Linked DNA regions of Mus musculus: region 2 is linked to region 1. Evidence: chromatin contacts called from public HiChIP or PLAC-seq data. All regions are on one chromosome and are shown on one strand. The core of a region is the stretch at or near the end of the contact, and the rest is flanking DNA. Distances in the headings are between cores, read along the strand shown.

What was found. HiChIP or PLAC-seq counts read pairs in DNA pulled down with a chosen protein or histone mark.
Region 2: a contact with region 1 is called in an H3K27ac HiChIP or PLAC-seq map of extraembryonic endoderm stem cells, with 9 times the contacts expected there. The contact joins the promoter of Ophn1 here to the promoter of Eda2r in region 1. A contact is called at or near these places in 1 of 39 promoter capture datasets (embryonic stem cells) and 4 of 115 datasets of contacts at active chromatin or transcription factors (astrocytes, embryonic stem cells, extraembryonic endoderm stem cells and 1 more).

Annotation. Positions count from the first base shown.
Region 1 is chrX:97,372,434-97,378,917 of GRCm38.p6, forward strand. Eda2r (ectodysplasin A2 receptor) reads right to left here and starts at 4,776. Exons shown (of 7, transcript NM_001161433.1): 1 at 4,668-4,776.
Region 2 is chrX:98,886,397-98,892,717 of GRCm38.p6, forward strand. It overlaps Ophn1 (oligophrenin 1), which reads right to left and starts at 4,629. Exons shown (of 25, transcript NM_052976.4): 1 at 3,985-4,629; 2 at 3,686-3,858. The coding sequence starts at 3,839.

The sequences.
Region 1 (6,484 bases), core at 3,526-6,025:
AAAAGAAAATGTGAAAAATGCCCATGAAGAAGACAAAGTGCAGGAGTTGAAAGAGTTGGCATTATAAAAATATCCAATAAAAATAAACTTATTATTTCATATATAATTATCCTCTGTGAAACATTTTTCAGAAATAATTTCAGATTTTGAAAAATCCCACACAAAAGGTCATAATAGCCTCATCTTTTTATTGTTTAGAGGAAACTACCTTCTATCTCTATTTGACCTCCTTAATAACAGGCAACTCAGTACTCACAATATGTTTTCATTATGTTTTTTTCTCCTTTTCCACAAGTGGATAAAATATACATTAGAACTGATTGGACTATATAGGCATGAAATTCTACAAGGGTGTATCAAGATCACCCCAACCCTTGGGATCCAAGTCAGAAATTTGGAACTAAAAGAACCAAAAGAATTCCTCAAAGTTACTTAGTTCATTGTCTACTTCCCATAAACAAAGAAGCAGGCCACCTTTATGCTGAGTGTCCACTGACTCTGTTACCAAGGATCCAGCTTCTCTTCCCCTCTTACTCCCACAGCAGAATGTTGGCTCAGTAATCTCTCAAGCGGAAAAATTCCAAAGGGTAGACTGGTTCAGGGAAAGGTAGTTCGTGAAAGGGAAATAGTACTGCCCACTCTTTCTGGCTTAGTCACAATAGTGACTAACAACCTCCTGGAAATAATGACATTTTACTGTTTGATTCCATCATTCACTACATGGAAACCACTTCACTTTTTCAGTGTGGGTTGTTGTCTCTCAGGGACACTTATATAGAGTAGCTTTAGCTTCTCCAGGGTGAATGGCTAGTCACTAACCACTCAGTTGATAATTGTTTGTGAAGCTCCAAATTCTGTTAGAACTTAGTCAAAAGAGAGAAAGCCACACTGGAATGAAAAAAAACAAAAAACAAAAAACAAAAAAATTATCATCATCTATAAGAGAACAGGTCTAGAAAAACACCAAATATATATATATATATATATATATATATATATATATAGTTAATTCTAATCTAAGGCAGACTAGAGCGATCCTTGCATCTCTCATATTTATTTGTTAAGAGTCTGTCTAGTGTAAAGAATGATGATAAAACTGGCCAGTACTCTTCCCATTAAGAACCTTAGGGGAGAATATACAGGTGGAGCCCGTTTTCTAAAGGAAACGGTGAAAAACTAGCCTCTGGTTCACAGGCTTCAGCTCTGAATAAGGACTTCACTGCAGGGAATAGATCAGGCAGCCATCTATGTAAAGAAAGGCTATATGGCCTTGCGGAGGTTTTTACACGGAGTTACTCTTTGTTTTTCTCTTGGGTCTAGTTATTTTTCTCCCTGGTTTCTCTTACTGAAAGATTTCAAAGACATAATAACTGGTACAGGACAATTAAATGATTATCTTCCTCTCTAGTGTCAGAATTAGCCTACCTGGCCATCATTTTATATACAAACAGCTGTAGAAAATGAAGAAAAAAAGTGAATTAGATGAAAAATGTGGCTTAAAGTTATGACTCAGACACATACAGACCAAACAATCTTGAGTAGGTTTCATTTTCTTTATACACTCTCTACGAAGAAATGGTGCAATTAAACAATTGAAGGAAATAATACATTATAAAGAATCTTGTCACATTATCCCATCATGGGTTTTGTTTTTGTTTTTTGTTTTGTTTTGGTGTTTTGTTTTTTTTTTTTTTTTTTTTTTTTTGCAGTGACTGCCATCTCTCTGAAGGTATTACCACTTAACTTTTGTATAATTCAAAACCTCAGACTCACATTTATTTAATATCAAGCCAGCCAAGAAATGGAAGAAACCAGCTCTTTTACCAGAGAACAAAATGTGAAGGAAATTTGGTCTCTTATTTCCAGATCTCTGAACTTTTAGAAAGGAGAGGCCAGTTGCTGTAAGTAACCCCAGCAAACTCTATTAGAACATCTGAATACAAGTCAGAGACATAATGAATGCAGCCAGACAAAGGAAAGAACTTCCAACAGGCCAGGATTCCCCCACCTGCCCACCCCAGATGATGGGTTCTTTCAGAGAACAATGAAGACTTTTCCTCTAGAAATGTACAGTCAGAGATGAGATGGATGTTTAAAGGTGAAGTCAGTTGTTGTAAAAAGAAACATATGACTCACAAAAGCCTGGTATTCATCAAGCATTGGGCTAGGTCTTTTACAGGGATTACCATTTTTAATCCTTTCAATAAGTGGGAGTTATTTCCCATTTTTCAGGAAAACAGAAGCATGAGGAAATTTTAATTTCCAGGCTTACTCATGATTCCATAGGTGGACAGAAGAAACATCTCTTTGTTGTATACAACCAGTGAATACTAATGCAGCAAGAAAATGCTGAGCACACAATGCATTTAGGATTCCAAACAGCAGGTAAGTCTACCCAAGATTTAAAAACATCTGTCTTTAACTCTACCCAGAGAGAAGGGATAAAATTAGGAGCTCTTTCAAAGTATAACCTAACCCTTAGAGAGACCCTCCATCTTTCCATTCTTAAACTCCATGCAAATCATCAACTTCCAATTTCTGAACAAAGTTTATATGACTTGATCTACACATTACGTTGTCTCCTTTCTCTTCTCATAGCCACCACGTCAGGTCCAGGGCTTTGTGTACTTTTGATTTGTCCACTTTGCATTTTTCCTACTCAAGCCCAGTTTATTCACATTTACCTGAAGTATAGATCTGACTTTTTCTTCAATTCAGCAGCAATTGGGATGTAAAGTGAATGAATGAATGAATGGGGAAAAAGAAACTCACAGCAGCTCTATGATTCTGTCTAATAAACAGAACCTCAAGCATCCAGTCTTGTGTTTTTTTCTCATCAATCTAACTTGTACTTTTCCCTAATTATACTAAAACATCCAATATAACTATTGCTCCTTTCTCAGGCTCTGTGCTCTGAGTTCCTTGCTGTCAGGCCATTACCTATGTTTTCTCTATTTAAAATGTCTTCTCTCCTTATTCCACCTGTTGAAATCCTATCTGTGCTACATAATCTATCTTAAATAATCACGGCTAACATTTATTGAGTGCTTATTTTGCACTGTGCTAAGCGTGTTCAAGTATTTTACATGGATTATTTCAGTTCATTCTCACAATAACTCGATGATGTTGGTACTATTATTAACTCAACTGCTGCTTGTAGTAAAATGAAGCTCAGAGAGGGAGAAATATTCCTTTTCTCCAAGGTCACACAGTCACTATATGGTGGAATGAGATCTGAATAGAAATACTTTTGCTCTCTAGCAGGCAAAGGTGTTAGGATTGAACCACAGTCAGCTGGGCATAATGAACACAGACCTATATGTAAAGCATTAGGAGTTAGAGGCAGGGAGGTCGGAAATTAAAATCCTCCTCAGCTAATAAGTATCATTCAATCCAGCCTTATCTACATGGGATTGTATCAGGTCCCAAAGAAACCTGAGACAAATCTTCCCTCAGTACCTCTGGTGAAAAATCAAACACTCAAAAGGTGTCCAAAAACATACAAACAAGCAAGCAAACAGACAAAAACAAGCAAACCCATATCTGTCTTTCTCTAGCTCTAGTTGATATGGTCCTTACAATGACAACTTCAGAGAGTTTTGCTTGTATGTTTAAAGCTCATCTTGTGCAGTATTGGTTGTCGTCCTACACTCAGGATGAGTCTCTTAAGGCTCCAGGGAGAACAGCCTCTATATGGCTTAGTACTTCAAACTTGGTGATAGAGGGCAAATATTCAGTATGCATCATAGGTTGGATGAAAGGTATGGTGAGTCAAGGGGGACAGAAACTTTACCTGGACAGCGAGTTCCACAATTTACTACCTCTTACTGCCCTAGATGAAATTGGCCAGCGCTGCCAAAACCTGTCAAAATGAGATCTTACAGCCTGTTTTCCCAGCCTAGTCTCTGGCAGGTCCCTTCTCCTTTCACCCTGCCAGTTCTTGCAGCTGTCTGGGCCTTGGCCAGTGTTTGGGGTGAGGCCGGATCAAAATATCACTGTCCCGGGCTCGGCTTCCAGCAGCAAGTGATCAAATGAAACTCAGTCGCACTGGTGACGAGGCTGGACTGAAAGCCCCCATACACAGTGCCAAATTGCTTTTTACACAGGCCCGGACTTGCCCAGGCACCACGTGGGTGGGCTAGTTCAGCTTTCCACAGGATGCTCTGCTTGTCCAATCTGTTCCCTCCTCCTCTCCAAGAGCTAACTCCCAGGCTCCTTCTCTTCCTTATCTCTGGATCCCAGATGCACAGGGTTGTTGGACAAGTCCGGGCATATTCCCAGCGGCCATCTGGCCCCAGTTCGAACCTGCACAGGCAGGAACTGACTACTCAAAGCTGTAGGGATAACAGCGTTTCTGACATCTAGGAGAATGCTGTCAGGGCACAAACGGATAGAATGACTGAGAGCCACAGAATCCCTTCTCCCCCCACAAGTCATGCTGACTTTGTAGCACTCTTAGAGGGACATCTGATATAGTTCTCTGGTCCTCTATTTCCGTCCCTAGGTGCCACAGGTTCCAAGTGATTTACCACACGAAGGATGTTCCCACACTTACTCTGTCAAGATCAAATGGATGGATCTTACAATGGGATTCTTTGAACAAAAGCATTCGAGTACAGAGCAGACACCCAGCCCAACAGCCGCCCCTCAGCCCCCAGATGGCATACCGCTCTCACAATAGGTGGAATCCGTTGCAACCAAGGTTCTGCTGGAGTCATTTCACTTCCACGTGTAGCAACAACAGATCAAATCCATCCTCTATTTCTTTCATGTTATGCCTATCCCCGTCCCCTCCCCTGTAAGGAATGCAGGACAGCTATTGGACCATTTTATAAGTCTGGGAGTGGTTATGCAAATAAACCCCGCCCCTGAAAGGACAGTGTGAGTCTGGCGGGTAAACACCGGCCAAGTCACAAGTCTGGCAATAGTTACTAAAGCTCCAGGAACTGAAGCTGGGTCTAGGGAGGGAAGGGCCCAAAGTTAGATCTAGCCTAATCTGTGGGGAGGAAGGGAGGAGGCAGCTAGCAAAATGCAGCTTTTTTTTTTTTTTTTAAGTTTTTAAAGTTCATGTACATGATTTAGCAGGCTTGGGGTTCCAGAGAAAGCCAAAAGTTGAAAAAGTAAGGATTCTCAGACACGAGGAGAAGCTACTTTCTGGCTCTGGCTTTGCATTTTTATATTAATACCTTCAGAAGTTTAAGAGTTTTAACAGAAAATATGAAGCTTGGGAAAGACTACTAAAAATGAAGAAAAACTGAATCCTATACTTCACTCTGAATTTAAGCCATCCTTTGACTTCGGTTGGGTCTCTGGGTCTCTTGCTACACATACCTATTATGGTACACACATACAGACACTATATATATATGCTCTTCCAACAATGACACTTTCTTAAAGTCTCACTTGACAGACAGAAGTGGGGGATGTCCTGGAACACATTGTAAATAGGAAGAAATGGAAGCTTGAGACAAGGTGTAGAGGAGAGAACCAAACAATGTGCCTTGAGAAAACTCTGGAACCTCATCTGGCCTGAGCAGTGCATGAACAGGAATTAAGAATCAAGTCTCAAAGGCTGAAAACCTTTGGAGGAAAACAGCAGAATTGGATTAGAATAATGAGTAGAATTTAGTGATATACATGTGTATTTTGAATATAAATACATACATGCATACAAATATTCATACATACATACATGAATACATACATACATTCATATACTTTGGGGTCATCTGACATTATCTCTGAGAATAAACTGAAAATTCCTAACCTACATAGCTAATTTTGTCCTGAGTAGGGACAAGGGGTGACTAATAGAAGAAGAATCTGCCTCTTCTCCCAGAGATGGCATTTTTTTCTAAAACAGGAGCTCTCTGATTTTCCTCTATCTTCTACAAACAAGAATGTCTAAGCTAACTGAGATTTGAGACTCCATTGTAGTAAAAAGAATGCTGGTTTGAGGATTAGGATACTCGACCTCATATGATGTCTCTCAGTCTTGCTTTCTGTATTTGAAATTTTAAAAGGTTTTTAGCCTTGATGGTCTTGAAATTCTAAAAGTGGTGCTTCTCACATGCCAATGTACACATATAGTCACATAGTGTTTCTGATAACACACAGATTCAAAGTTAGTATCACCAATGTAAGGCTGAGACTGGTTTTCTATCAGCATTCCCATTTGATATAGTTGCATCTGAGTTTCAGACAATGAATTTTACAACAAAAGTCTAGATGGTAGACAAAAGCAACATCAGCTGCTCATCTCTGTTACCCAGATTCTATACAATGATCAACTTGTGAAAAAGACAGGCTTGCTTGGACTCATAGTATTGGAGCTTTCAGTCCATGGATGGTTGCCCCTGTTTTGTTGTTGTTGTTTGGTCTGTGGTAATTTAGCTTATTATAAGTCAGTGGCACAAAGCTATTTACATAATGGCCAGAATTCAAAAGAGAAACCTTTCAAATGATATGGGTCTCACTCTCTTTT
Region 2 (6,321 bases), core at 3,379-5,878, 1.5 Mb after region 1:
GATGCCAGTAAAGGCCCATGGAAAAACAAGCAAAACTGTTGTAATCTGTCACAGTTATGGGGCTTTATTCTCTATCAGTTTAAGTTATCATTGTCATATGCTCAAAAATTATAAATACATCATATTTGGTGGGTATCAAGCACCTCTGTGCACTGACTTAAATGAACCTAATTATTTGTCCTTAGTTTGCTTTCTGATGCTGTAATAAAAACATTGGCCAGAGCAACTTGAGGAAGAAAGACTTTATTTCTGCCTGCAACTCCAAGGACACAATTCACCACCTAGGGCAGGAACTCAAGACAGAAACCTGGGCAGGCACTGAAGCAAAGGATAATGAAGGCTGCTTTTTTTTTTCTCCACCAGTACCAACCACCCAGAAGTGGCACTTAGGCTGGGGCCTCCTATATATCAACCAAGAAAATATTACCATAGACCTCCTACACACAGTCTGATGGAGGCAATCCCTCAATTGGTTTTCCCTCTTCCCACACAATTCTTGCTGTGTCAAATTGACAAAAAGAAGAAAAGAAAAGAAAAGAAAAGAAAAGAAAAGAAAAGAAAAGAAAAGAAAAGAAAAGAGAAAAGAGGGAAGGGAAGGGAAGGGAAGGGAAGGGAAGGGAAGGGAAGGGAAGGGAAGGGAAGGGAAGGGAAGGGAAGGGAAGGGAAGGGAAGGGAAGGGAAAAACAAGGAACCAGCACAGTGTTCAAACAGGACCACATTTCATGCACTAATGGACACACATGTTTATTGCTTTAAGCCTTATCCAGAGCTCTATGCAAAAGCACAGTGGGACAAAGTATTGGCATCAAGTTTCACCTGGGTTAACAACTTCAAGAGAAATTACTGAGTGTTGCAGCTCAGTGTGCCATGTCTCAGATTTTGCAGGAATGCTAGCCATTTGATTTGACACCCAAATTCATTGTCAATCATTGCCCTGCCTTTTATTGCCAGGTTCCAGAGCCTAAGATGGATCCATGAGCATGAATACAAATCTTATTGCTAAAGTGTGCCCAGGTGAGTGAACTTTTCCAGCCAGGCAACAAGGAAAAAGGCTGTTTCCAACTACTTATACTTATGTATCTCTTTTCAACAACATACTTTTTTAGGCATTTCCATTTTACAAAATTCTTTTAGAATTAATTCTCTTGAGCTTCACAATGACCCTGTAAGGTATAATTACCACCATTAATATAGCAATTTTTTAAATTCCAGTACTGTGGATGGAATATAGGGCCTTACATGGGCCTAGCCCACATGCCGAGCCCACCACCAATTTCATATTGTACAAATCTATTATTGTATATTACCATAAAAACTATCAGTATTTACCAAATTGGGACAGTTTAACATTTCTCTCTCAAAGATATTTTTTTCTTAATTTTTGAATTACATTTCATGATTGAAATTGTTTGTGCCAGATCTCAAAATGGGAAAGCCATAACTGGAATCCAGGTCTTTAAATCCAATCCCAGTGTGATGATTTCTTCTTTCCTTCACTCAGGAGGAGCACACCTGTGTTTTGTACCCACCCACCTGCCCTGAAAAAAGTCACAGTGGAAAGAAGCAGAATGTGAGGGACAAATATTACTGTGGTAAAATTAGTAGGAAGCATTCCATCTCTGCATCTAGCTACTCAAGTGTTTAGAACCTGTGTAGCTTAAAGAAAAGCAATGAGGCAAGGGTTAGTCATGGGGCTTTCAATACCTCTCCATCCTATTATGAGATACATTGGCCCTGAAATAAAAAAATCACCGCAAATTTCAAAGAATCCCCTATCCTAAGAGCTGTCAGACTTGCAGCCCATGTTCAAAGGTTTGAGCCTGATTGCTAAGTCTTTCGACTTGTAGTCTCAGAAAACAGAGAAAGAAGACAATCCATTACTTGCCTCTTAATTTACAAAACCTTTGCTCTACCAGCATGCTTGTAAAAGATCACTTGGGAAGTGAAAGCAGAAAGAGCAGCAGTTCAAGGCTAGCCCAATCTTCACATTAAGACCCTGTCTCCAAAAAAAAAAAAAAAAACAAGACCTGTATGTATAGCTAGCATATGCAAAGACCTGAATTAAGTTCCCATCACTTGGGGAGGGGTGCATGCATTTTGCCTTTCCCAAAACTGTTTTTTTGAACTGAATGTTTTCTTATACAATTTAATCACCTGGATATGCCTTAGCTGGCCATTTTAAGCATAATTTCGCCTTGCCATCCATATCACAGAAGCACCTCCTAGCGAAATAGCACACCTGTAATGAGCTCTCACTGCTGGCGAATACTATGAGCAGTTTGCAGTTACAAGGGATCACAACCCAAACAGTTGCCCCTTTCCGTTCACAGATTCCTCAAGTTTCTATTTCTGTGGCACAACCTCCAGATCCTCAACCTCTCAATGAACCCTATTAAGAGGAGACACACCCAAAAACCTAGCCTACAAGTCTGCGAGGATTAGCATTTTAAATAGCCCATCTTCGAGGTGTTAGTGGACATGTACTCTTGACCAGGTGGCAAGACAAGAAAGCATTAAATGATCCAACTCAGTTGAAGAACTCGAAGGAACTTGAACAGTTTATGGATTCTGACCAAAAGTGGCCAGATGACAGTGAATTAGACAACCATGAACTAGAGCTGTCCGGCGAGGAGTACTGGCTCGAAACACCAACGCTTCTAAGTCTCCCTCCACTCTTGCTTGGCTGTAGCAGCCTAGCACAAGGGACCACTCAACCTAGACTTGGGATGAGGTGAGGGTAAATCCACTCAAAACAAAGTTCAAAACAGACAGAGACTCCTTCGCACTGTGACTTTACCTTTCACAATTATCTTTCATTTCAGCCAAGGAGAGAACACTTAATTAATCCTCGCTCTACTTAATCGTTACCCTCCATTCTTTTGCATATATATTTTGGCACAGAGGGTTGGCTTGCTTATTCTCTTTCTCATTGGGGATGTTCACTATTCTTTTTCTTTGAGCCTCCTGACAACTAGCAGAAATAAAAAGGAAGCTCTGACCACGGAAAAAGCAAAGCTAGGTAAAGTCCTTTCCTGGCTGCAACTCCACACCCTAGGTCCTGCATTTTAGACCCAGGGGATCTGGGCCCCCTGGACCATGAACTAACTAGACAGGTCTTTGTTCCACGCTGAGACAGAATTCAGTAGTAGGTAAAGCCAATCAACGATCATTAGAAAATGATTGGGGAAGGGTACATTTTTACTGCCCCACACTTTTCTTCAATAACCGGAGCCTAGGACAAACATCATTATACTGGAGCTAAAGCCTTACATTCCCAATTCTTTAGGGGGTGGTGGGGTAGTTCCTTGGTAAGCATGGAAGTCAGCTTGCATTGCACTGCAATGTTGCCCGTGTCCGACAGGTTGGGCAGGCTGTCTCAATAAGAATCTACTAAGAAAGAGTGAATCCAAAGCTAGAGGGTCTCTGTCTCAGCTGCAGATTAAGTCTTACAAGGTCAGAGCCACCAAAGGGAAAGGCCCCAGAGTTCTACTTGTCTTCACCACTTTCCACTTCTACAGACCCCTCTGTCAAATGTTCAGAAACCCATCAGACCCAGAGATCTGGGTTGAAAGTCACTGCAGATCTTCCTAGCCACCCCCCCTCCCCCCGCCTGCCGTGGTATGGAAAGGTTTAAAGGCCAGAACCACCTACTCAGACAAACAGCTCATGGAAGCCTTCCACTTACTTCTCATAGCGCTGATAAGCGCGCTGCCGTCTTTGATCACGTCTTTGATGAATTTATTGGTCCTCTCCAGCTCCTCTTCATAATACTTGAGCCTCTGGCGGAAATCGGGGCTGTCGAGGTAGCAGTCGCTGAACTCCAGCGGGGGATGCCCCATGATTAGGATAGCGGAGGGGCTAGGGATTAGAGACAAAGAGCGAGAGCATCAGTGGCATAATCGGCAGAATAGACCCAGTCAGTGGCTTGTGTTCAGGAGCCACTTCTAGCGACTCTTAGCCTCACTCCCTTTGGAAGGCAGGTACCTGTTCCAATGAAACTCTTGGGAGCGCCCGCTGGTGTGTAGCTGGAGCGCGTAGTCCGGTGGTGGCTGCGGGTGACCAGGAGTGCTTACCAACGTCTTCTGACGCCGGCAGGGTGCAGCCTAGGGAGCAGCACGCCCCCTGGTCATCGTCTCCCCAAAGCACAACGCTGTGTCCCGGGCGTCCCAGGGTAGAGGCGGGGAGAGCACGGGCGCGGGGGCCGCCTCTTTGCGCTCCCAAGCCAGCCTAAGGCTTCCTTCCCCGGCTCCCCAAGAGAGGCAGACTGTGCCTCCCCTCCCCCTTCTTAAAGCCAATGCCACCTTTTCACGCTGGCCGAGCCCTAACCCCAAGACCGAACGAGAGCACAGGATCCCTTTGGATGTCTTCCTCGGGTCTTCAGGGCTCGTCGCCCACAACTCGGAAGCTGCAGAGACCGCCTACTGGTTCCCGGGAGCCATCGTGATGTGGGGTTTGGCACTTAGAGAGTTAAGCCCGGCGGCAAGGAAACGTTGCTTTCCTCCAACAACACAGCAGCAGGCAGCGGGAAGAGGAGGGCGACAACGCTACGCACAATAGCTGTGGTAGCCCGGCGCTTCCCTACGGAAACTGGGGAGCAGTCAGCGCCCTAGGACTCCATCTGGAAAGCGTGGCGGCCTGGGATATGTAGTCTTTCCGTTCTCTCGTCCCATGACTCCACCCTGCGGTCTCCCACCAACCCTCCAGGGTGGCCGCTCTCCTAGTTCTACTTCCCTAAGCCGGCCCCAGGCACAACAATCCTAGAGAGGCAGGTGTACCGCCCAGGCCCCCGAGGATGCGTGCAAAGTTTCCATAAATGTAGCAAAACCCAAAAGGATGGATAATGGGAGGCTGTCTCTCACGAGTGCTCGGTTGGATAGTCCTCTTTTTTTTCTTTCCTCTTTCACCCTTCCTCTGACCCACCAACTCTTTTCCTCCTTTTTCTGTGTCTCCTAGTACAAGACACTAATTTTCACGGGGTTTGGTGCCTACTGTAGCATCTCTTCTAGGCCCAGAAACCTCTGGTGAAGAAACAGAGGGTGGATTTGAACATGTTCCTGAGTAGGGAGGGCCTCACAGAGTGGTTTCTGTGACCCAAATCAATGGTCAGGCTAATAACTACAGCATGTGATTTGCTGTCTGTTAATGGAGAACCTAAAATGAAGTTACTATAAATTGTCTTTCTGTTTATCCAAAAGGCCTTTTGTTCATTGTCTATTGTAGGAGAACCTGGACTGCTTATAAAGACAGCTCTCAAATTAAGAGTGGCTGCAGTTAGGCAAACTATATTTGCAGCAGTGTTTACATTAAATTATATCAGTAAAAGCAAGAAGAAAAAATGGGAAATACAGTAATAATAGCTAAGCTACCTGTGTTGATGTCTGGTTGCTTCTGTAACTGATTGATTACCTCCAACTGGGTGGCTTTTTTTTTTTTTTTTTTTTTTGGTTTTCTCAGACAGGGTTTCTCTGTGTAGCCCTGGCTGTCCTGGAACTCACTCGGTAGTGTCCAGGCTGGCCTCAAACTCAGAAATCCGCCTGCCTCTGCCTCCTAAGTGTTGGGATTAAAGGCATGTGCCAACACTGCCTGGCCAAAATTGCTGTGTTTGTAATTTTTTTTTTTTTTTTTGAGACAGGGTTTCTCTGTATAGTCCTGGCTGTCCTGGAACTCACTTTGTTGACCAGACTGGCCTCAAACTTAGAAATCCACCTGCCTCTGCCTCCCAAGTGCTGGAGTTAAAGGCATGCGCCACCACTGCCCGGCCAAAATTGCTGTGTTTTTACTTTTTTTTTTTTTTTTTTTGAGACAGGGTTTCTCTGTATAGCCTAGCTGTCCTGGAACTCACTTTGTAGACCAGACTGGCCTCAAACTTAGAAATCCACCTGCCTCTGCCTCCCAAGTGCTGGGATTAAAGGCGTGCACCACCACCGCCCTGCTCTGGGTGGCTTAAATTAACACAAATGTATTATTTTAAATTGTGGGAGTGAACACTGGAAATGAACACCACTAAGCTAAAGTCAAGATGTCAGAATGTCTATGTTCTTCTGGACTCCAAGTAAAAATCCATTTCCTTGCTTTCTGTAGCTTCTAAAAGCTGCCCTCAAAGCTTTTGTCAATCTTTGAAGTCAACAATGGTTTACCAGGTCTTTTCTCATGCCACTTTAATGTTACCCTGACTCTTTTGCCTTCCCTGCTCCTTTTCTGGACTCTTAGAATTACATTAGATTCATAGGATAAGCCAGGATAATCATTTTATCACATGATTCTTAATTTAACCACATCTACATAGTCCTTGTCATTTAAGACAATATAGTCACAGGTTCT